2 separate regions of the Mus musculus genome follow, and region 1 is linked to region 2. Evidence: chromatin contacts called from public promoter capture Hi-C data. All regions are on one chromosome and are shown on one strand. Each heading gives the region's core, a stretch centred on a gene start, on an enhancer-like site or on the middle of the called end of the contact. The rest is flanking DNA. Distances are from core to core; before and after follow the strand shown.

Region 1 (6,196 bases), core at 532-3,031, 130 kb before region 2:
CAGTAAGTAACATCCCTCCATGGCTTCTGCATCAGCTCCTGCTTCCTGACCTGCTTGAGTTCCAGTCCTGACTTCCTTTGGTGATGAACAGCAATGTGGAAGTGTAAGCTGAATAAACCCTTTCCTCCCCAACTGCTTCTTGGTCATGATGTTTGTGCAGGAATAGAAACCCTGACTAAGACACGGGAGTGATTAGATATCTGTTGCTGGGTGAAGTTAGACTGCTTGGCTATACTTTGAACCCTTCATCTTTAAAAATGGGCTTGAACCAGTGAGATGCCTCAGTGGCTAAGGGTATTTTCTACCAAGTCTGATGATGTCCTTGCTCCAGGAACACAGCTCAGGGAATGGAGCCAGAATTCACTGACCGAAGGAGCACGGCCGGGGCGCCCTCTATGACTTTATCCACTTTGAGGCCCTCTGGCTGAATGTCTATGGGCAAGTCCTGCTCTGAACTCCCTATGTACTACACTGTCATGGTGGCTTCATGTGGCAACTGCTGTCCTTGGCCCTGCTGTGCAGGTCATAGGCCTGGGGAAGCTGAGTAAGGTCTCCTGTCCATGGGATGTGGCCAGCTGCAGGGTGGGTGGGTATGACCGGCCATTGCTTCAGGCCCCGAGATGCATAATGTGAGCTGAATGCTGGATGTCTCGTGGTGTCTGCACCATTGGTTCCCTCGGGGCTTGGCAGGTGAAGACCAAACCATGCATATTTCTTTGAAAGGGAAAGTGATGACTAGATACTCAAGCATCGCTGTAGTGTTATCTCTGACCCAGCAGGAAGGATGCTGAAGGTGTCAGACTTCCTTTGCTGAGGCCTGACTGTGAATTGATGCTGCCATTGGTCTTAGAAGACTCTGTATGTCAGAGATGAAATATAGATTTTAAAAGGTATTAATTCAGGAATACCAGAAAGGTGTGTGTGCTAGCTGTGGGGAGGTTTAGAAGTGCCCAGCCATTGACTGTATGGCAATCCTTTATTACCGATCAAAGCCAGATGTGGGCAGGGACCTTCAGCGTCTGGAAATTCGGCCTTTGGGAGCTGAATTAAGACAAAGCGTTAGAACCCATTCCCAGTGTATGTCTGCTTCTGGCAATGGTGAATAGGACCCAGAACCCCCAGTGATCTGTCCCTCAGCCTCTGCCCACATGGGCTTCAGCAGAAGCAGTGTTAGCCAGCGTCAAGGTTTGAATAAGCTCGGCCTGGGAAGCGGCACTATTTGGAGGTGTGGCCTTGTTGGAGTGGGTGTGTCACTGTGGGTGTGGGCTTAAGACCCTCACTCTAGCTTCCTGGGAATCAGCCTTCCACTAGTCACCTTCAGATGAAGATGTAGAACTCTCAGCTCCTCCTGCATCATGCCTGCCTAGATGCTGCCATGTTCCCGCCTTGATGATGATGGATTGAACTTCTAAACCTGTAAGCTAGCCCCAATTATATGTTGTCCTTTTTTTTTAAGACTTGCCTTGGTCATGGTGTCTGTTCACAGCAGTAAAACCCTAACTAAGACAGCCAGTCACTCCCTTTCTGTCTTTTTAAGGAGTAAGGTAATTGAGGCCTGCCCTAGCCCCACCAGCTGCACAGGTTTCTTGCCATGGAGCCCCTAAAAAAGCCCACCTGTTCTTCCTGTGTTGCCCCTGAAGCCTGGCCCAGGGAAAGGGCTGGTTCTGTTGTCGTCTTTAGGCCTTTTCCTTCCTGCGAAGAGGCTGAGCTCAGCCTTGACCCTTCGAGGCCCACAGGAAGCCAAGAAAGGCTCTTTGTGGTCAAAGGCCATGGGAGTCAAGAGTCAGTCTCAGAATTCCATAGCCTGGTGCTTCCACGGCTGCTTGGAGACTCAGCAGCCTCACACGCACGCTCAGCGAGCAGTCTCTAGGAGGTGAGGATGGAAGCTGGGAGAGCCAAGGACAAGCTGACAGCATGTCACAGTGCATACATACAGTGATTCTAGTTTGGTAGCCTTTAAGGCACATGGAATTGCCGACACACTTTACAGATGAGGAAACTGAGGCCCGGAGGTCATTCGGGAACTGGGCTAGGACTCAGCCACGAGGCTGCCAACACAGCCTAGGCCCCAGGAATATACCATGACCTAGTACCTCTGACTTGTCTGTGCTGAGTGGCATCTCCAGGTGATAGCTGTCCCCATCCCTAGACCCACTGAGGCCATGTGGGACATAGTCTGGTCCAAGCTTGGGCTGAGGATAAAAATAAGCCTGCCTTTCACTGGTAGGGAAGCCCGTCGATGCAGCTTCTCCTGGGAGGGGAGAGTGTGGTTAAGATGGAACTCCACCACCTTCCAGGGTGGGGTGGCAGGGAGGGTAGCCACTCTGGACACTGGGCAAAGGGGCCTGACCCTATGGGGCTGACACTGAGGCCCCCCGGGATCCCCCAGGGGATGTCTGCTGCTGGCTTCACAATCAGGAATTAGATTAGTTTTCCATAAAAACAGGATGTGGCGGTAGGAGGATGACCCGCCCGTCATTTCTCTCACTGCTTTTTCCAGGAACTGAACATATAGCCCTTGGCCAGCACTGTCCCTGTCCCCACCCTGCCTGCCTATGCAGGGAACAGCCCTCACTTTGCTCCTAAGTGGCTTCTTAATCGGCTCCTCTTGCTGGCCAGGGGAGCTCGCCGCTTCTCCCGGAGCCAGTAAGGCTCTGTGGGGATACTCTGGCAGTGTTCAAGGGCCAGACGGGGTATCGAGTGGGAGGAAGGTTTGGATCACTGAAGATGACTGACCTCCTTGTGCCCCAGCCCCAGGACACATCACTGGGCACAGAATTAGGGTTTTTGGGTCCCTCCTGTGAGCCTCTGAGATCACGGACTTAGAGAATCAATGCCTATTGTAAGCTGATGGGGGGGGGGGGGGGAGTTGCTGAGGAAGAGTCTCCAGGCCATGGCCTGAGCCTGGGGAAAGCTACAGAAAGAAATGTGAGCATGCTCCCATCCATTAGATGGGAGCATGGAGTGAGTTGGGTTCTGTTTCGTGGCTAGTAGGTCCCAAGAGAGAAGCCAGTGGGAGCTGAGTTTCAGTCTTCTTCACTCTACTCCCGACTTCTGCATGGTGGGGCAAGGTCCCTGGTGTTGAAGCTGGCTTAGTGGTACATTTCTAGATAGCTCTGTCCCTCCTGGCACAGTTCATCTTCTATGGGTGGGGACAGTGGTACTTCCCCTCTCCTAGGTGTCCCAGGTTCATCCTGTGAATACAGGACCCGCTCCCAGGCTGAGAGTTGGTGATGCTGTGAGGCTCTGAGATTTGAGGGGAGGGGTGGGTCCTCCCAGGAAATAGAATGGCAACCACAACCTCTCAGCACTTAGCACCTCAGCATCCCCAAGGGGGTGGTGATCAAAGCCAGAGAGAGTCTCTCAGTAGCTGTGGAGGACTGGGCCACTCACCAGGCTCTTCCCCGGCAGGTCTGGGGCTCCTGTGGCCTCCGTATCCTGGTCTTGGGATGGCTGTTGAGGGTTGGGCAACACAGCTCTCCTGCCAGGCTCTGCTGGGACCCTGCTCAGGCCAGGAATCCTGCTGCTTTCATCTGTTTCAGTCCCACACACCCTGCAGCCACAGGCCTGGAATACCCTTGACACTGACCCCCAGTAAAGCTAAAGCAATTCCCTGGAAGGGTTCTGGGAAGGCAAGAGGACTGTGGGACCCAGGCAGAGAGCACTGGCTTCAGTCGGTTCTGATGGGGAAGGTATGGTAGCAGGAACCGTGTCCCCACTTTTCTCCTCCATATTTTAAAGTCTTGAAAATTAAGACCATGCCAATGGTGGGGCACGCCTTTAATCCCAGCATTTGGGAGGCAGAGGCAGGGGGATTTCTGAGTTCGAGGCTAGCCTGGTGTACAGAGTGAGTTCTAGGACAGCCAGGGCTCTACAGAGAAACCCTGTCTTGAAAAAAAAAAAAAGAAAGAAAAGAAAAAAATTAAGACTACAAAGTATTCTGAGAGTTGGTCAGGTCTTTTACAAAAGGGGAAACTGAGGCTTGCTGGGCCCAGGTCTCCGGCTGTCCGGCAGTGATATCTACGTACCCATGTGTTGGGGTGGGACCAAGAATGGCTACCAGTGTGGCGGTTAGAATTGACATTGTTGATTTTTTTCCTTGGTCACTTGCCTTCCATTGTACATGTGGAGCCCAGAACTTTGCCACCCTGCCTGTGGCCACAGATGTTGAGAGCAGAACTTGGCTCTAGGTCTCCTTCTGATTGGCTGGTACTGCTCCTGTTGGGGTGCTGGAGCTAGAGTGGGGTCATCTGCTGCTTTGAGACAGGGGCATCCCATCTGTCTATAGCCATCTCTCTGTCCACCCATCCATCGTCTATCTGTTCTCTTATGATATTTGCTTCTCCATCATCTTTACATCCACTCTCTGTCCTTTCTTTATATTTATGTCATCTGCCCATCTGTCCTGTGCTGTCATTTACCAAGGTGTGGCTGGGGGAAGATGGACGCTCAGGCTTAGAAGGGTCAGGGAACTCCCTCCACCTGGCTGCTTCTTGAGACAGTGATTATTCCCTGCGGTGTTAGCAGCAAGAGGCAGTTGGGTAACATTCTTCCAAGGTGCCGAGGAGGCCCTGGAGAGCTGGATAGCCTATGACCAGGCCCTGGACAGCTTACATAAGGGCCAAGAGGTGCTATGGTGAATCACAGGGCAATGGTCAGAGTCCGTGCATAGCCTAGAGTCTCAGCCAAAGCCAAGTGGGAATGTGGGGTGGCTGGAGCTGTTTAGGCCAGGTATCCACATCTACCAGAAAAGCTATGGCCCTAATGAGTGGTGGCCAGAGGGCTTCCAGGTACTAGAGCTGTGGAGCCCACTACCTTCCTGGGACAAAATGGTACAGGTTTGCTGGTGGAGTTCATCAGAGCCAGCTGTGGTCTCTGCATCCTCCCAGCAGCTGTGGTTCAGTGCAGCTTGCTGTGGGATGTGCTGCTAATACCGTGCATGCATTTATACAGGTTGTAGCAGGCAGAGCTTGTTGGCTAGAGGTGTACCCTGTACCTTGTCTCTCTTCCTCAAGGGATCCCTGAAAGTCTACTGTCACAGGGAGGGTACCCCAGGACTGGACTGTCTAGGTAAGACTGAATGTGGTAATTTGAAAGAGAATGGCCCTCACAGGCTCCTGTATTTTTTTTTTACAGATTTATTCATTTATTTTATGTATATGAGTACACTGTAGCTGTACAGATGGTTGTGAGCCTTCATGTGGTTGTTGGGAATTGAATTTAGGAATGACACACTCCGGCCCAAAGATTTATTTATTATTATAAATAAGTTCACTGTAGCTGTTTTCAGACAGCACCAGAAGAGGGCGTCAGATCTCATTACGAGTGGTTGTGAGCCACCATGTGGTTGCTGGGATTTGAACTCAGGACCTTCGGGAGAGCAGTCAGTGCTCTTACTTGCTGAGCCATCTCATCAGCCCCCAGGCTCCTGTATTTTAATACTTGGTCTGCAGTTGGTGGAAGTTTTTGGGAAGGATTAAGAGGCATGGCCTTGTTGGAGGTGGGGTGTGTCACTGGGGGTGGGCTTTGAGGTTTCAAAAGACTCTTCCCAGTCAGCTCTCTGCCTCATGCTTGCAGATCAGGTGTAAGCTACTGCTCCAGTGGCACCATGCCTGCCTGCCTGCCTGCCTGCCTGCCTGCCTGTTACCACGCTCCTTGCTCTGACCTGGACTCTAACCCTCTAAGAGTAAGCCTCAGTAAACTCTTCCATGTGTTGCCTTGGCCATGGTGTCTCCCAGCAACAGCACACTGACCAAGACATTAAGATTCCGCATTTCCATGGGCTCTCGTGTGCAGTTGAAGAGGCCTTGAGGACTTGTGTTCTCCATGATGGGTGACACTTAACCTAGGCATAGCCAAACAGAGAGTGGGGCATGTGGCCATGTGCCCAGTGAGGGATCCTGTTCTGTGATTGACACCCAGTGCCTCACAGCAGGTCCTGCCCTATCATCTTTGCCTGTGAGGAGCTCCCTCTGCTGAAGTCCCACAGTCCAGACCCACCCACCCACTATGTCTGCCTCTAGTGCCCCTAGAGGACTCATCCTGACGGATGCTTCCTATATATACATGGGTTATTGTTCACCATGGCCTTGGGAAACCATAGACTTCTAAAGGTGAGTCTTGGCCCTCCTTGTCCCCCACTCCACCCCCACTGCCTCCCTCCCCCCAGGTAGGGTTCCTCTGTGTAGCTCACTCT
Region 2 (5,633 bases), core at 2,698-5,197:
CAATAAATCCACAACTTTGCCAGCACCAGCCTGTAGAAAGGAGCCCACACCACAGGCCCTCCCATGAGTGACCCAGCTCATTCTTAGAATGGCTGTCATGCAGGCAAGGCCCCACCACAGTGCTTATGAACACGTCTGAAGGAAGAATGTATCCCCTTACTGCAACTCCCCACTGCTGCCTTCTTTTCCTGCTTTAATACTCAGCATTAAAACCCAACAAGTCCAATAATGGCAGAGCTGACAGGCTCTGGGCCTCTGGAGGGGTTGGGAGACACCATGCAGGCTCCTGTGGCGTTCCTTCTAGCTACTCACTAGACTGAACAGAGAACAAGTACTGTACCGGGCACCCTACCTCCAGGAGGAAGGAAGCTGTGGTTCTGGGCTATAGGGGAGTCTGCATAGCTCATACCTATGGACTCCTGGAGCCAGTACTTGTCTTCAGTGCTGTGACAGCTGATGGGTGGTATGTGAGTCACGGCACATAATAACTCAGGGCTCCTCACTAGCCTTTCCCCGAGCACGCTTCCCGAGCAAGCCGAGAGTGAGGATGGAATAGGCAGTCTGGAGCACACAGATCTTTATACACTCTAGGTTTCAGGACCTGACCAACATGGCAAGGCCAGCCAGAGGCACATCTGTAACCAGCAGATTAGATGGACAAGAACAGGGCTACAAGTGAGGACACTGCTCAGGAGACTTCTAAGAGCGACACACTCATGAGGGTGACAGTCTCGTGAAAACTGATACTGACTGTTTACCAGCACAGCTAACCTTATAAAACCATGGCAGGAACAATGATTCCAAGAAAGCTCACAGGACATCAGATGACCACAAGCCTAGCCAGTGGCTGCCTGCACAACCAACCTGGGCTCAAATTCAGGACTATAGCTAAATACATTTTGCTAACTGAATAAGCTCACAGTGGATACACCACAGGAGGAGTGACTGCTGCTGGGTGAGGAAGCACACAGCACTAGTTGTACAGCCAAGCCAGAAGGATGATGGATTTGAGGCTAGCCTAAGGTACAACATAGTTAGACCCGTCTAAGGGAAGAGGAAAGTTTACACACGTGATCATACTTACGCGATAGTTATGATACGGTTCTGCTTCTGTATACTGCACCCTGAAATTCTCGTACTGTCCACCACGCCAAAACCGTTCTATCTCATAGTCATAATAAGGGTCTGCATAAGGCTCAAGTCTGAAAAAGGAGCCAAAAGGAAGGAAATCGTGTCATTTAAGAATGCAACAGCACAAATTCTACATAAAGACAAGCCAACAGAATCCAATCCCACATAACAAAAATACACCCTGACCGAGTGGTGTCTGCAGCTAAGAACACAAGGATAGAACACAAGCAATAGGACAGCAGCACACATCAGTCAATCTGGGGGGAAGAAGATTTTTAACAGGTGAAGACAAAGAGAAACCGTCTGTATCCATTTCTAGAGAAAACACTCAACAAAAGAGGAATTGGCATTTTCTCAATGAGTTAGAAACATATTCTTAAAAGACCTGTAAGGACTGTCAGGATGGCTCGGACAGTGAAACACTAGCTGTAGATGCTTTGTGTTTGGCCCTAGAAAACCATCAACAATTCCACAAAGCTGTCCTTGGACCCCCACACCATACATGATATGCACGGACACACACACACACACAGTAACACACACACACACACAGTAACACACACACACACAGAACAGTAGCAGCAGCAGCAGCACTAAGGCCAAAGCTGGAGAGAAGCATGGAGGAATTCTCTCGCATCAGGACACAGTAGGACCCATCCTCACCTGCTGGTGTATGTAGATACTGATGACAAGACTGGCAAGAGGAGCCCAGAGAGGTGGAAACACAGAAAAACGGTCTCTATCTGCCATCCTGTGACACTACACCTAAGTAGCCCATGACAGAGCCAAGTCACACAACCACTCACTCACCTCAATAAGGCAGGACAAAAGCCTAACACGGAAACCTAGCTCCTCACATACAGCTAGGGCAGAGGCATAGAACCACTTGCGATAGCAGAGGGACGGTGCTTTGGAAGGACACATATTCACCCTGAAGGTCACAAAGCAACAACTAAGTGAGAAGTGACAGAGCACGCTTAGCAGCATTGGGTTCACCCTGCACTGCTCATTAGTATATCCCTAGAAAAACCAGTGAGGATATTCCCAGGCTAGACAGATACACTGACAGCCTTGGTCTACATGAGAAAGAGACACGAGCCTAGCCAAGAAAACTCAAGGAAGAAGGCAGCCTCTGAGGTTTGACAGGAGCCAAGAGCGCGATGAAGCATGATTAGACGGGCTTCATTTAGTGCAGGATGCAGGCCCAGGGAGACACGCTAGGGTGGCACCTTTTTGTGTCCCCAGTACCTCACTACTCACACCTGGAAATCATGCCACCATGCTGGTGAGAAACTTTATAAACAAGGGGAGATATGAAATGGACTAAAAAAGTAACCATAACAATGTAGTTAAAGTCACCAAAACGTATAAGCTGCTTACTTTTGGAATTCTCAGTCTTTCTGAACCTGGTAACGCAAACCACAAAATGGACAGCTTGTGCTGTACACCACAGTTACTTTTTAACCCTCTTAGCTGACTCGCACCTGCCCAGTCAGTGCGGAGCTCCAAGGCATGAAGGGTGGCAGGTGACATGTGTGTTTAGGGGTGAAGGTGGGAGGTAGCTAGGCAGTGATGTTGAGGCACAACTACTTACTCCTTCTTTTCATCCCTTACCATCCAGTAGCCAGAAACGACAGAGCTGAGAACTGCAGAGAAGAGTCTTACGAGACTATGACAGTGACTCAACTGGCAATTTACAACACGGACTATCACTCATCCCCCCATGTCCTAAGCCCACACTGTGCACCCTCAGCAGGCAGAAATGAGACCCATCATCTTCCCAGTAAGGTTAGGAGCCCCTGATGAAGAAGCAGAGGAGGAGCACCTTCCAGGCCTCATCGTTCCCCTGGGTCTGACAGTCCACTGCAACACGCAATTCTCTACCGAGGGATTTTTCTTCTTTTTTTTTTTTTTTTTTTGAGATAGGGCTTCTTTTCTTAGCCCTGGCTGTCCTGGATTGCTCTTTGTACACTAGGCTGGCCTTAAACTCAGATCCACCTGCCTCTGCCTCCTAGTGCTGGGATTAAAGGTGTGTGCCACCATTCCGAGCACTATTGAGATTTAAAAAAAAAAAAAAGACCAGCATTAAATGTCTGAGAAAGGGACGGAAGAGATGGCTCAGTGCTAAGAGCCCCTGTTTGATGCGATTCCAGAGATCACAGTTTAGTTATCGTTCCTGTGTTGGGCAGCTCAAACAGCCAGGAACCCCAGCTCTAGATCCAATGGCCTCCTTCAGCCTTTGTGGATACATACACATATAACATAAATGTTTTTCATAAAACCTCGTTCCCCAAGCAGCTGAGGAAGAGGTAAGGAGACAAAGGTTCAGACTGCGCCAAGCCTGTAGGAACTTCAGGAGTGTACCTCAGAGGCAGCCTCCCAGCATGGAACTAAAGGGTCCTCCACAAAATTCAGAGTACGGAGGGAGACAGTGCCCTGGGCACTTGCACTGGCAACTGGCAGGGCACGAATGGGGCAGGGCAAGCAGAGGCTCCTTACGTTGTGTCTCTGACATCTCTCGGGACTCGAGAATTCCAATCTCGGAAGACTTCATTCTCCTTGTCAAACTCCCGGTCGTCTTCACCAATGGTTACTGTGAACCTTTTTTCTTCAAAGTCGGGCTCCTGCTCTTTCCGAATGGTTGCTTTTTTTAAAACCTAGCCCCAAAGACAGAAAGCCATTCAAAATTAAGTTTGAAATAAGGGGTTCCAAGGCCACTGGAAGGAACACAAGGAACCCGAGCCCTGCAGAGAAGGGTGTGGCAAGTACAGGACTCAGCCAGCTTCTGCGGGCCTCAGAGGATGGTTGGTCTCTGCACTGGTCTGCTGTGACTCATGTACACAGGAGAGCACTGGGGATCAGCATAGGGGGCCCCAGAAGACTTCAGTGTAAGCAAGGCCTTCATTTCAATCTCCATGAAGAGAGAACTTGGGCACTGACAAAACAAGGCTGGGTGTCAACAGACTCGGGGCCACAGTGGGCAGGCAAAGGGGGTCCTGAGAGAACTAGCAAGAGCAGACAGTGGGTGTGGGGGGCAAGGAGTAGCTCCCATAGAAAGGTAGGGATTGTCTCACTGCTTAGGGTAGCGGCCAGAAACACTTAAAAATGTTAACTCTACATCCACGGAGGGTCTCTCTGGCCTACTGAGATTTGCCTGAGACTGGGTCTGAGATGGCTAAATATTATTTCTCATTCTTCTTAAAGAAGCCCAGAAATGTTCTCACCGAGTCCCCGCACACCCTCTGGGTCAAGGCACTGGCAGTTTCGCTGGGCCCGCCCATCCCCTGGAGGGGACACCCTGTGCTTTTCCCCCAGAACACAGTGAGCTCTTACCTCTTTTGCATGTCGGAGTCCACGTTCCCAGGCGCTCTCTGTTGGGGGCTCTGGAGGGGGTGGAGGCAAAATTTCATCAACCACTGGCCCACCCTATTAAAAAATGAGAAGGAAATATTGAGGTACTTAAAAACCTATTAAGAAATAGGACAAGACATTTAACAATCAAGCCAGCTAGCTGCACGCAGCTGGCTGTCCTGCCCAGGGCCCACGTGCCCCAGCATTTGAGGCTACTTCTACACAAGCACAACAAGCCCCACAGGCGCTCCTTGACTCTCCATAGGACACTAGTTTGTCTTCAGCAAGATTCAGACAAAGCTCAGGTATCCCATCTGGTGGCAACTAAAGAGGAGCTCACGCACCCAAGGGTTGGCAGGCATCAGTGGGTGAGGTCCAAGAGGCGGGGCACCGTTGGGTGGAAAAGGTTCCGCTTTGGTGATGAGGGAGTAGTTGCCTTTGTCATTCACTCCAGGGTGGATAAACCTACAGCTCATTCCCCACGTGCAGTTTCCTAGGGAAACAAAAGTCCAGTGAGAAAGGACACCAAAGAACCCAACTGTGGAGGGCAGTAGCTGGGGTGTGCAGCACTTACTGACATCTTGGGAAGCAGCCATCCAACCTGTTCTGCCCACATAGGTCACTGGACCTCTGCCTCAACAGCCTGGCCTATCTCCCTCTCTGTGCACACAGGTATCCCAGGCTTACAGAGGTGAGCAGGGCAGGTCTGGGCCAATGGTTCAGGCCAGGCACTTCCATGAAATACCATTCCCTTATTGGGAGCTCCGCCTGGACCCCCAAGGGCCTGTTCATGGTCAGTCACTCGGCCAGCTCCTCACCACAGATCAAAAATATTCTTTGTGTTTCACTGAACATGTAGAGACATTTTGTGTCTCTATATAGTATAGTAACAATATAGTATAAAAAGGACTTTTTCATGCTGTGTCCAGGATTATAAAAGCACTTAGAGAGGGTTTACATTACAGGAGGGTATGTGCTACACCATCTTTTAATGGGGACTTGGATGTCCTCAGATTTGGATACCACAGGACCACTGGGCACCTCAACGGAATAAAGCAGAGAAGCCATAGTCTCTAGAGCTAAAGGGCAGAGGCAACACTGGCGCCTCCAGGGAGCTCTGGTGGGTGCTGGACATGTGTTTTGACTCATAC

The links. Capture Hi-C pulls out chosen DNA fragments and counts their contacts.
Region 1: a contact with region 2 is called in a promoter capture Hi-C map of adipose tissue. The contact joins two enhancer-like sites. A contact is called at or near these places in 6 of 39 promoter capture datasets (the 3T3-L1 cell line, 3T3-L1-derived adipocytes, hippocampal neurons and 2 more), 2 of 115 datasets of contacts at active chromatin or transcription factors (both in embryonic stem cells) and 3 of 9 other capture datasets (adipose tissue, liver and pancreatic islet).

The regions. Positions count from the first base shown.
Region 1 is chr8:122,527,801-122,533,996 of GRCm38.p6, reverse strand. The region is part of intron 1 of Piezo1 (piezo-type mechanosensitive ion channel component 1); the gene reads left to right. Among named protein-coding and RNA genes, the nearest start is that of Gm26497, 10 kb to the right of the region's middle. Within about 2 kb of position 1,781, at least 15 of the 459 cell types and tissues checked have an H3K27ac peak or open chromatin away from gene starts, as enhancers often do. A contact at or near this core is called in adipose tissue, where this site is marked.
Region 2 is chr8:122,397,160-122,402,792 of GRCm38.p6, reverse strand. Zc3h18 (zinc finger CCCH-type containing 18) reads right to left here. Exons shown (of 18, transcript NM_001029994.1): 4 at 4,827-4,975; 5 at 4,465-4,557; 6 at 3,631-3,788; 7 at 1,085-1,202. Among named protein-coding and RNA genes, the nearest start is that of Il17c, 22 kb to the left of the region's middle. Within about 2 kb of position 3,947, at least 4 of the 459 cell types and tissues checked have an H3K27ac peak or open chromatin away from gene starts, as enhancers often do. A contact at or near this core is called in adipose tissue, where this site is marked.